Regions from separate parts of the Gossypium hirsutum genome. Here regions 2 and 3 are each linked to region 1. A link is a contact called in public Hi-C data. All regions are on one chromosome and are shown on one strand. The core of a region is the stretch at or near the end of the contact, and the rest is flanking DNA. Distances in the headings are between cores, read along the strand shown. Region 1 holds the start of LOC121204536 (molybdate-anion transporter). Region 2 holds the start of LOC107946648 (vacuolar protein sorting-associated protein 26A). Region 3 holds the start of LOC107946834 (outer envelope pore protein 37, chloroplastic).

Region 1 (3,962 bases), core at 1,001-3,500:
AGTATCCTTTCATCGCTTTTCAGTTATTCAACTCGTTTCATTCCTCGTACATGGATCTATGGTAGAGGATTGCCGAAATTTTTTTCTGTTGTGCCATGAGGAGTACCGACAATCCCAACACTAGTTGGCTACGTAGACTCAGGTTATGCATGAGATTTAGACTTAAAGAAGATCCCTCATGGGATATCTTTTTGCTTTTGGAAAATGTTCCATTAGTTGGAAACCATGCTTCAAGCCACTGTGGCTTTATCTACTATTGAAGTTGAATATATGACAATCACATAAGTTGTAAAAGAAGTCATTTGGTTGAAAGGTCTATTCGGGGAGTTGGTTAAGAAAAAAGAAGAAACTGCCGTATATTGTGGTAATAGAGTGTCATACATCTCACTAAAGATCAGATGTATCACGAAAGAACAAAGTACATAGACATTCAGTATCACTTTGTTCGAGAAGTGTTGCTCAAAGAGATATTTAGATTTATAAGATTGGTACAAAAAATAATCCAACCGATATGATGACTAAAAGTCTTCCAGTTTCCAAGTTCAATTATTGTTTGGACTTGGTTAGTATCATGTAAACATCAAATTAGGCTTGAGACGGGGCTCGACAAAGAAGACATGGCAAAATACGAGTTAAGGTGGAGATTTGTGAAATGTGCCTCGCATTTTTGGGTTAAACTAAAGTAAAAACAAAGTCAATGATGAAGTCACAACGATACGTCATGACAACGGGTGATGTTGGGACAACACGACGCGAGATGTTGGGACATGGCAACGTGTTCTCCACTAGATCGGGTTTCTTCTCCGAGTTAAACTATGCTATCTTTTCGTAGTTGAAATCTAAGAACTCTAGGGATATTTTAATTATATTAGCTCACAAATTTTAGTTTATAAATAGGGCTTTAGCAACCTTAGAAGAGTTGTTGAAACAACACAATAAAAGAGAGTTTTAAGGGAATTTCATTTCTTAGTCAGAGAGCTTTGTATTATTTAGGGATTAGGGTTTATTTTTCTCCATCATTATACTCTTTTAGTTTATTTTCCGACTAGTGAAGTTTTCTTTGTTGTGGATTTTTATCCTCTTCGTCGAAGGAGTTTTTTCACTTAAATATTTGTGTCCAATTTTCTCTAACCATTTTTGTTCGTTGTTTAATTTAGGTTTATCCCTAACATCTTTTAACAATTTATAAAAGAACTTTAAAAGTGGCAATAAAATAATATCAATCGTTATTCTAAAGAATGTTAATAGTTTTAGTTTTCAAGATCAATATAAAATTTTTTTCATATTATTTTTTATTGAAAAAGTGATCTAAATTGGATTAAAAACATGAATAGGAAACAAGAATCAAATTCGATACATAGTGCACTTTTGCTTATTAATTAGCAGAAGGTGATTAAAGCTAGTAGGAGGAGAATTACAAACATTAAAGCTTTGCTTGGTTGAGAGGAAAGAAAATTGGAAAAATGAAAAATTGAATAGGTAGAAAACTAGAAGGATGGAAAACATAATTATTTTTTCCATATGTGTGTTTAGTATATGTGAAAAATGGAAAGAAAGAAAATAAAATATTTGAAAAATGTATAATTTTGAACTAATATGCAAATCTTTTTTATTTTTCTCCTCTTATTATTTCAATTTGAAATGATTACTTTTTATGCATTAAGATGAAAAATAATATCCGCTACTATTTTTTTTCCTCTCACTTTCTTTCTTACTAAGTAGACCCAAAATTCATTTTTTCCACTTTTCCTTTCCTTTTTTTCTATTCCTCCACATTTTCACCTAAGCACACACTAAACAAGTTAAAAAAATTAAAACATCTGAGGCAACTAGTAATTGAAAATTACTACCTAACTGAACTAAAGCATCCACACATTGAATATTGTTTTTCTATTTTCTTAGTGGAAATATCAATGGTCTTCTTTTGTTTTTTTTTCATCTGAAATATGAATGGTTAGATCTAATATTTGGCATTGTTATGGCAAGACAATGATACGAAAATAAATATCTTCGGTAGGTGGACCCACAATGTGATCCAAGGGCCCACAGACAATTTTGGTAAGGTTAAAGGGGCCCACTTCATTTGATCCTCTTTGAAGATCCAAAGCGCATTGTCCATATGCTCTTAACCCACCGACATGTCCTCCTTGTTACTCTTCATATCGGACAACCCACGTCCCGCCACGTGTCGGACCTACAACCAAAAGGTCCACCTAAAAAGTGACCCAAATGTTAAAGGCTCGTCTTTCGCGGTTTTCATCCAATATTTACTCATCCTCACAAGTTCTCTCACACCTCCCACGCTCTCGTCATTGTACCTCACTCTTTTTAATGATTAAATCAAATGTACAACAACTAAGGACACTCCGAAAAGAAGCCACTGAAGCAGAGGCATGTGCAGGAAATAGAAACCGAATATCCATCATCTTTTCTTGCTGGGTATATCTCATATCTAACTCCCTTTTAAAGAACTAAAAAGAATCCAGTGTGCAGAAGACGCATTGCCTTGGGCTTCGGCTTCGGCTTCACAGCATTATTTTATTATCTGCGTCTCTCCTAGTAATTTGCGTAGCAGGGCCAGGCAGCAGCAATGGAGCTGTTCTACTTCGTCGTGTTCGGGGCATTGGGAGCGGTGGTGGCCACATTAGAGCTAAGCAAGACCAGCAAGGACCGAATCAACACATCCCCTGCTTTCAATTCCTTCAAGAACAATTACCTTCTTGTCTACTCTCTCATGATGGGTAACTAACTACCCTCGTTTTGTTTTACCCAGATCTGATTTCCATTTCTATCTTTGGATCTCACTTTTTTTTTTACATTAACATGGATCTGATCTATTGTTGGTGGATTTTTTTAATGAATTTAGATGCCCATTTCCTAGATTTGCAAGTTTTTGTTATTTTTTCCCGTTTTGGTGGATAATGTTCTTGTCATTAATGACTACTTTGAACAATACTGTTTCTATTTGCTTTGGAAATGGAAAACGGGATTCATTCATTTGATTTAGCTTGTAAAAGACAAGGAAATGGTACTTGAAAATGACTTCCAATAAGTTGTATGTCGATTTTTAGTCCGTTTCTGTTTTCTGGTTGAGACGATGGATTTGGTTTTTTTTTTTTTGGTGGGTCGGAGACAGGTCGCTATTGCTTGGGTTCTAGGTCCTCTTATTGATGATGGTCCTGAATAAAAAATTGAGAATTAAGTCTATTTTCTTGGAGCTTGAGTAAAGTCCTACTTCTGCCGAGTTTAGTCTGCCGCTGCCCCATTAAGATTTTTTTTCCTTAGATAGTAAAACTAGCTGAAAGCTAAATAAAGTTGCATTAAACCCTTGAATTAGTTTCTTGGTAATAGAAGGAGTGATGGCGCTTCTAGTTGTCTCCTTGGGATGCAACTGGTCAGTAATTTGACTTATTGTATCAAAATTTGCTGTTAAGCTAGCACTTGACAATACCGTGAAAAAAAAAAAGGTTAGCACTTGAGCAAGTCTTTCTTTGATTAATATGCATCATAAACATGTAGCTTCATTAGTGTAATGCACGATATCTGTTCCGGAGGTATGATCATATCTGTAGTTATGTTTTCTGGTAATTGTGAAAGATTAACATTCTTATATTGTGGTAATTGGGCATATTCTAGCTTGCTGTTCTAATAAATGGTTATGTGTCAATAGCTGGAGACTGGCTTCAGGGTCCATATGTTTACTATCTGTACAGTACATATGGATTTGGAAAAGGGGAGATCGGACAGCTTTTTATTGCTGGTTTTGGCTCTTCCATGTTGTTTGGGACAATTGTTGGATCTCTAGCTGACAAACAGTAAGCTTTTACTTTGGCTTCTGTTGTGATATATTGTGCTTTATGGATGAAATGTCTTGTCTTGATACAAAAATACCTTCATTTTTTCAATTCAGGGGCAGGAGGAGGGCGTGCGTTACATACTGCATAACTTACATACTTAGCTGC
Region 2 (4,008 bases), core at 634-3,133, 330 kb before region 1:
TAGCCTCGTAAATATTTAATAAAAATATTTACGAGTTCGGTTTAAGAAAATAGAGTCTCGAAAATACATTTTTTGACACCCCTTATTATCGGGTCATTACAAGAGTCATCCACTCAAATGCGCAAGACAAGGCACCGCCCCAGTTGGACTTGATAGACGACACATTAGTATTTCAAACGGTTTGCTCATTTCCTATTAGACTAAGGACATGTTTAGTTTGGTCTACCAGTATAAGTTATTTTTTCGTATTACAATTAGACCACGTAATACTGCTTAGTATTAGTTTAAGTATTAGATAACTAGTGAGCCAATATTTGCTTCTATTAGCTTTATATGCAAAAACCACGTGAGGACAATATACATAGGGTATTAATATAATTATGAATAATTTTATTAACCAATTTGTTTGAAAAATTACAAATGTACATAGACGAAAAATACTACACTTAGGGCACCAGATCCAATAGTATGCGCTAGGTACCAAGCAAGTCCAAGAGAGTCCCATGCGAAACCTGTGAAGAGGATTATCTGATATGTCCATAGAACTACTGATTTGGGAATTTGGTTTTCAAAGGATAGCATCATGAATCTAGTTGGTTACAATGATGCTAAATGGGCATGTAACATTGATGATAGGAAGAGTACATCATGTGGTTGTCTCTACCTTGGATTGAATTTGGTGTCATAGTACTATAAGAAACAAGTTCAATCTCACTATCGGTATGTTGTTGAATGGAGTTACTATGCTCAATTGCTATGGATGAAGCAAATAATGAAAGATTTTGGTGTTGAATTAGATATGGCTATTGTCTTGTGTGATAACACAAGTGACATTAATATTTTCAAGAATCTAGTACAACATTAGAAGACTACACATATTGACATTAGGTATCATTTCATATGGGAATTGATTGAGAATGGTGTTGTTGAGGTTAAGTTCATGTCCACACAAAAATAACTAGTTGATTTGTTCACTAAACCATTGGATGCAACTAGGTTTGAACACTTGAAGTCCTCTATTAGAGTGTGTCACGTCTAAATGACTCACAAGTTTTTGGAAGGCATCCAAACACAAAAGCTTGATTTTGTTTTGTCAAGGGTTATTTTTGGATTCAAAATTTTGTTATAAAATTTTCTTTTTGTGATTTGTTTCTCTCACTAAATCTTGGAGGGAAAAAGGAGTGGCAATTGTCATGCTTTTTCATCATTAATGTGGGATTTGAAATTGATTTGATTGTTTCCAAAAAGTGTTCTTAAAGTGGTTGTGCAATTACCCTAATCGATTCATATTTTCCTTAAGCTGTTGTTACTTAAGTTTGTTATTCTCTCTTAGTTGTTTGTCATTTTGTCTTCTTATATTCACAATGGCAAGAATGAAAATTACTTCTTAAGATGAATTTGAAAAGGCTCAGAAAAAACTTAGAGCTGAAGGGAAAGGTACATTTGAACCACAAAAGGAGGCTCAATGGAGACCTAGGGAAGCCAATAAAAGGAAAAAAAGAAAAGAGAAGAGAAGGGTGGAGATACCTCTACTTAGATGTCATTGCAAAGATTGAAGATATTTTGGGAGGGGATGATGCTTCGCAACAGGAGGTAAAGGCTACCTAAATTGAGGTGGTGGTGGATTGTGCAGAATAGTTGGTGTTGTTGCAAAGGGTGAACAATTAAGAGAATAGTTGGCTCAATATTTTCAGAGTTTTACTTTATATTATCTGCCCATATAAATTATTTTTAAGGGAATGTACCCATATAGATATTAATCTATTAGTTTTTTAAAAAGAAATCTATTTGTTCCTTTAATAATTTATTACCGTATAATGAATTATATAGCCCACGCGCAGCTCGGGATAAATACTAGTTATTATTATTATAGTGACATCGCGTGAAAAGCACGTGATGTTGACGACGAGCTTGGTAGTACTGGATAGAATAGACGCCAGTCTTTGCTTCTCATTCCTAACTGTCAAAACTCAAACTGGTTGGTTGGGTTTCCTCTCCTTCGCCAATTTCAATCCCCTCTGCCGTCTAGGGTTTTTCGTTTCTTCCTTCCTGCGCTTTCCGATCTCAATAATTGCTCTCACAATATATTTAACTCATCCTCAATTTCATTGCAACGTAACAGCATGGTAATATCTCACTTTCATTGGAATTTGCTTTTCTTAATTCTAATGGATTTCCAATTTGACTGTTTATTGAATGTAATTCGGATTTGCTCTTTTTAAAAAGAATTTCCTGATTGGAGCTTTCAAGCCTGCATGTAATATCTCGATCACATTTTCCGACGGAAAATCTCGGAAGCAGGTATTCCTCTCGATCCTCTCAGGTGTAGAATCGTTTAAAAAGAAAATTAAAACTAGACTTTTATTTTTATTGTGATTATTAGTTAATTTTTCACGATTCATGTTGTGGAATCTGGATTATTGCGGTTTGATTAGGTCCCGATGAAAAAGGAAAATGGCAAAACGATTATGGTTTCGCTTTTCCAAAGTAAAGAAAGTATTGCTGGGAAGGTATTTATTCACTTATTTACTTTTAGAAAGATTTTAACAGATTGGGATCAGATCATTGAAGTCGTATTATATTCATAGCTTTGATGATTCATTTATCAACCCTAAACCTTTTGAAGAACTTCCTATTATCTGCCGCTTTCAGGTTTCCATAGAACCACTTCAAGGAAAGAAAATTGAACATCTTGGTGTTAAAGTTGAGCTCCTTGGTCAAATAGGTTCGTCCTTGCTCTTTGTTCACTGATTCAGTCCAAGCTTTAAATATCATTCTGACATGGAAACTGAATAGGACTGAATTTTTACGTGTATTCGTATTTCTTGTTGAAATGAAGTTAATGCTAACTTTGTTTTTTCTTTCCAGAGATGTATTTTGACAGAGGCAACTTTTATGATTTTACCTCCCTTGGTGCGTATATTCTGACTTCACTTTTGTTTGCTCTGCCTGGGTACTTTTAGGTGTTCTTTTAAATAAATTTCAGTGATTAGTTTTCATTAGATGCATGTGGCAGAGATGCACAAAAGTTTATGATTTAGCTTTCTCGTTTATGATGTGCACAAAAGTTTGGTTTATGCTAAGTTTTAGTAGATTGTTGATTGGTTTGTTTTGTTTGCCACTTTTATATTCTTGATATTTGCAGTACGTGAATTGGATGTTCCTGGGGATATATATGAAAGAAAAACATATCCATTTGAATTTTCAACAGTTGAAATGCCATATGAAACTTATAACGGTGCAAATCTGCGGCTTAGGTATGGTACCCCCTGCACTAAATCTTTAAAGATAAAATTTTATTCACATCACTTTTAGTCAATTTGATTTGAGTATTTCCTTGATCACTGGATGTATGTTTGTTATGGGTTGTTAAGGCTTATAAATCAGTCGATTATCATAATAATAGTTCTTGGTACTTAGCTCAATAAAGTTTAGAAATCGTTGAACAAAAAAAAAAATAAAGTTTACAAATCACTCTGTTATTTATGTATTATTAAAAAATGTTTATTTTGGAGTTCTAAATAAAATATTGTTTTGTTGGTCCGCAGCTGAGGTTGATCATTTTGAGACTATAATTGGACAACCCATGTTAGAATTTGATTCGTTTCTTTTCCCAGGTATGTCCTGAAAGTGACAGTTAGTCGTAATTATGGTGGAAGCATAGTGGAATACCAGGACTTTATAGTAAGTGTTTTCATCTGCATCCTCTTCCTTTCATTATTTTTTTTCTTTTCAAAATGAGTTTTATCTCCTTTTTCATTTCTCTTTTTCTTGCGCATTATGGAACCTCACTCTCAAATGCACTAGCAGCATTGTACAAATAAGTGTATCTAAGGTGTGCCATATAAGGGAGAACTTTAGACTCTGCCTTATTGTGAAGAGTTGCTTTTCCCTTTTATTCCCGACATTATACTCATATACAAGAAAGCCAACATCAATCTATTTGGCCTTTCATTATGGTTTCAGGACATTTACTAAATTGACCATTGTATATTGTTCTCCATTGAG
Region 3 (3,809 bases), core at 231-2,730, 380 kb after region 1:
ATTCAACCAAACAATTGAATTACTGATTATAGTTCTATTCCATTACAACTCTATTCCATTACAACTATATTCAGTTGCAGCCCTATTCCATTACAGTGAACCAAACGTACCCTTATATTTGGATGGAAGTAACAAATGAAAGGAAAGCAAGAGAAAGTTGTTTAACTTGTTTGGATAATTTTTTTTTTAGGTAAGGAAAAGTTGAGACTCTTGCTTTTTCTCAAAGTGTCAAATTTTTAATTCCCTCAAATTGGTGGGAAAGTTAGAGAAACAAAATCTATAGATTTTTAAGATGTTAAATATCTTTTTTACCCTCCATTTTTACATAATATATCATAAAAATGTTATAATTATAAAAATAATATTATATTCAATTATTTCTTTTCCTTTATCTGGTTTAATCAAATACTAATTTTTTTCCTTTTTAATCTAAACATATTCTAAAAGTGCGTTTGGTTCACCAAATCTTAGATTACGGGTATTTGAGATTAATGTAAGATTATCGATGGAGTATAGCATTACTTTGTTTGGTCTATTTGGTTAGAATGTAATATTCATGTGTTTGGTTAACGAAATATAAGATTAATGAAAATTATTTTTTTATGGGTAAATTATAAAAATGGTCACCCAATTATGCATTTCATTCTGAGCTAAGACTAAATTGACAAATTCTATAAATTTTAAGGGGCATATTGATTTTTTAGAATTATAACTAAAATGAAAAATTTTATAAACATTGAGGGCTAAATTTGTTTAATTTTTTATATTTAGGATCAAATTGATAGAATGTGCAAACATTAAAGGGCTAATTTTGTTACTAACCAATAAAAAAGCCCACATTAGCTCAAAGTAACTAAAATATTTAATTTCGAAAAGTTTAGTGATGAAATAAAAAAAATTAATAATCGAGTCATCATTTTTAATGTTTACCCAAAAAAATAATTTTAGCATGGATTTAATGTTCCACACCATTATTTATCAAGAAAAATTTAATGAATAGGTTAATTTGCACATTTTGAAATAATGTATAAGGACAAATTTATCCATTTTTTAATAAAGAAGTCAAAATACAATTCACTCCTAAGTACAAGGGCTTCCCGATACTTTTACCATTCATTTTCCTATAACATTCAACAAACACTTTTTTAAAAAATCATTAACCATCAATATAATAAACCACAAAGTAATTTCAAGATAAAAAGTAATATCAGTATAAAATATTCTTTTTTGTCTATAATTTCATATTTCACTTGGAATTTTAGATAACCTAAGAAAATAGTGTACCATTACCACATCTTAACATTGTTGACGAATATAAGATTAGGAAAAGATCAAAATATTAAAAATTCAAATAATGCAATCTCATTAAAACCAAACAACCCAAGTTTTATCTTAAAAAAAGTATAGGGTTAAGGGTTCAATCAGTACATTCTAAAGACATTTAGGTAAAAAGAAAAAAATGGGAGAATGGGGGGGGGGAAGGGGGCAAATCAGAATGAGAAAATTTAAAAAATGTAGAAATCGAAATAACCGGGTACACAAGCATGCAAAAGACGTCACTCTCTCTCCCAAATATCAATTTCCAAACAAAGCAAAAGCGTAGGTTGACGAAGAGTAACCCTGGCCCCTCGATTTTTTCTGGTAACCAAAGGCCAGAATTTTTAACCCTTTGAATACCATTACCACCCATATACCTTCAATTACACACCCCAAAATCCCTCTCCCAATTTTAGCCATGCTGGACGCTTCTCCTCGAATCCCCAATTACCTTGTCCCGCCCCTGTTACCGCCACCGCCACCGTCCCCTTTGGAGCCGGAGCCTGAGCCACCGCCACCTTCTCCACCACCCACGAAGCCCTACCAGTTTCTCTCTTCGGTATCCTCCCTCAGAGTGACTTCGGAGTTCGATACTGATAGCCGCGTGTTCTTCCACAAGCTGTCTTGTAAGCTCTTCGACAACCTTGCGAAGCTCAAACTCTCCTTCATCAACAACGCCAAACGCGAGATCACGGAGCCCCAGTTGGCGCTATTTTCTAAGTACTTGTCCATATACTACGATCCTGAAGAACAAAATGCCATATTCCGGGGTTACTACAATGTCGGTCCTACGTGGCATTTCAAAGCTGCCATTGATGTTAAGGTTGGTTTTCCTTTCCTTCCAACTCGCGGTTTTGGCTTAGTGGGAGTCATGGTTGGCAATGTCATTGAAAATTGCATAAAATTGAAACCTTTTTTTTATTGTGCATGGAAGATATGAAAGATTGTTTATTATTTGGTTTTCAAGAGAATTTTCGAGTACCGGGCTTTGCATTTGGTGATCGTTTTTCGAGCCTATGAAATTGATAATGGGGTTTCAGAGGAATTTGCTTTCATAAAATGGTCAAGTTGGTAGTCATACTTGAGTCTTGAAGACCTCTCTGAACATCCTTGTGTTGTTTTTTATCTTCAATCCTTTTTTTCGTTGTATTTTTGGGAATGGGGAGTTTATTGTTTTTGAAGCCAACTATCATAATTGTTGTTTAAGTGCTGAATAAATATTTCCTTAAAGCCACATATGCCATATCCCCTGAATCTCTCTCTCTCTCTTTTTTTTTTTCTCAGGCACAACAAGGTGAACTGGCAGTTATTGCAAAACTTGCTGATCCTAGTTATGCTGTTGAAGTGTCATCACCTGTTCCCGATGTTTCATTGGTGAGTTTTGTTTCTCCTGGTGTCTTACTAGTGAAAATCGATTGCTTGGCATTAAGTTATGGACAATTGAGAATCATTTATCATAGAATGACGTGGTAATTCAATTTCAGCAGTTTTTTGTGGTTCTAAGTTGCTTAATGCATGTGGTGTCATACTGTTGTTATTTTCTTTATGCATTATTCAACCCATACTATACTAACTTTTGCATCGCTTAAAACACTTGATTAATGGCAGTCCTCTTGTATTTTGTGCCTCCACTCTGATGTTTTTCAACATTGGTCATAGCTGTTTTTCTCTCTTAACTCATCTGAACTTTCCTGTTGCTGCAGCCCAGAGCGACATTTAGATTTCCCATCGGTGAATTTTCATTAGAGGAGAGGGAAGAGGATGACGTACCAAGGTTGTCGATAAATGGAATTGTTAAAGGTCCAATCTTGTATGGGGTAGGTGCCGCACGTTACATGGATGAAGAACTGAAACTAAGATACTCATATAAGGTGGGTTTTTTCCCTCAATGTTTTAGCTTTGTGTTTACAGTCTTGTTTATATACTTGTTCATTGATTGGCTACTCTGGCTTCTATGGGAGATCCATTGGTACACCTAATGTTGAATAACTTAGATGGCTAGGTTTTCAAAATTGGCTGAGGTGGCTGATCACCTTCTTCATAGGAAAATGCTGGGTTGGAAAACATTATGCATGTGTAAATTTTCAAGCTTTTTGAGTGCTTTAGTAGATGGTTTTGATGGTTTTCATTGCAGGATGGGACAATGTCATTTATTCCTAGCATTTCACTACCAACTAATACGGCGTCATTTGCATTCAAGCGACGCTTCAGTCCATCGGATAAATTGAGGTTAGTAGTTACAACTTTATCTTTGTAAATATTGGAATCTGTCATGAATGTGCTTAATAGCTAGAGGTGCCATTTCTTTTGTTTTGCATTATATATATATATGGAAACATATTTGATTCATTAGCTATAGAGGGTTGCTTTTTCCCTGCAATGTCAATTTCAATTGAAATGTTCTATTGCATTTATGTGCAGCTACTGGTACAATCTTGATTCAAACTATTGGAGTGTGGTGTACAAGCACACGTATGACAAAGACTTGAAAT

Evidence for each region. A called contact is a pair of places that touch in the nucleus more often than the background predicts.
Region 2: a contact with region 1 is called in a Hi-C map of leaf, with 3 times the contacts expected there. The contact joins the promoter of LOC107946648 here to the promoter of LOC121204536 in region 1. A contact is called at or near these places in 5 of 34 Hi-C or Micro-C datasets (all in leaf).
Region 3: a contact with region 1 is called in a Hi-C map of leaf, with 2.7 times the contacts expected there. The contact joins the promoter of LOC107946834 here to the promoter of LOC121204536 in region 1. A contact is called at or near these places in 9 of 34 Hi-C or Micro-C datasets (callus, hypocotyl and leaf).

What each region holds. Positions count from the first base shown.
Region 1 is chrA08:69,793,938-69,797,899 of Gossypium_hirsutum_v2.1, reverse strand. LOC121204536 (molybdate-anion transporter) reads left to right here and starts at 2,250. Exons shown (of 8, transcript XM_041074537.1): 1 at 2,250-2,741; 2 at 3,671-3,815; 3 at 3,911-3,962. The coding sequence starts at 2,591.
Region 2 is chrA08:70,118,790-70,122,797 of Gossypium_hirsutum_v2.1, reverse strand. It overlaps LOC107946648 (vacuolar protein sorting-associated protein 26A), which reads left to right and starts at 1,883. Exons shown (of 11, transcript XM_016881064.2): 1 at 1,883-2,126; 2 at 2,227-2,301; 3 at 2,436-2,510; 4 at 2,653-2,725; 5 at 2,869-2,913; 6 at 3,146-3,257; 7 at 3,618-3,684. The coding sequence starts at 2,124.
Region 3 is chrA08:69,413,522-69,417,330 of Gossypium_hirsutum_v2.1, reverse strand. LOC107946834 (outer envelope pore protein 37, chloroplastic) reads left to right here and starts at 1,480. Exons shown (of 6, transcript XM_016881304.2): 1 at 1,480-2,140; 2 at 2,602-2,691; 3 at 3,021-3,188; 4 at 3,452-3,546; 5 at 3,739-3,809. The coding sequence starts at 1,736.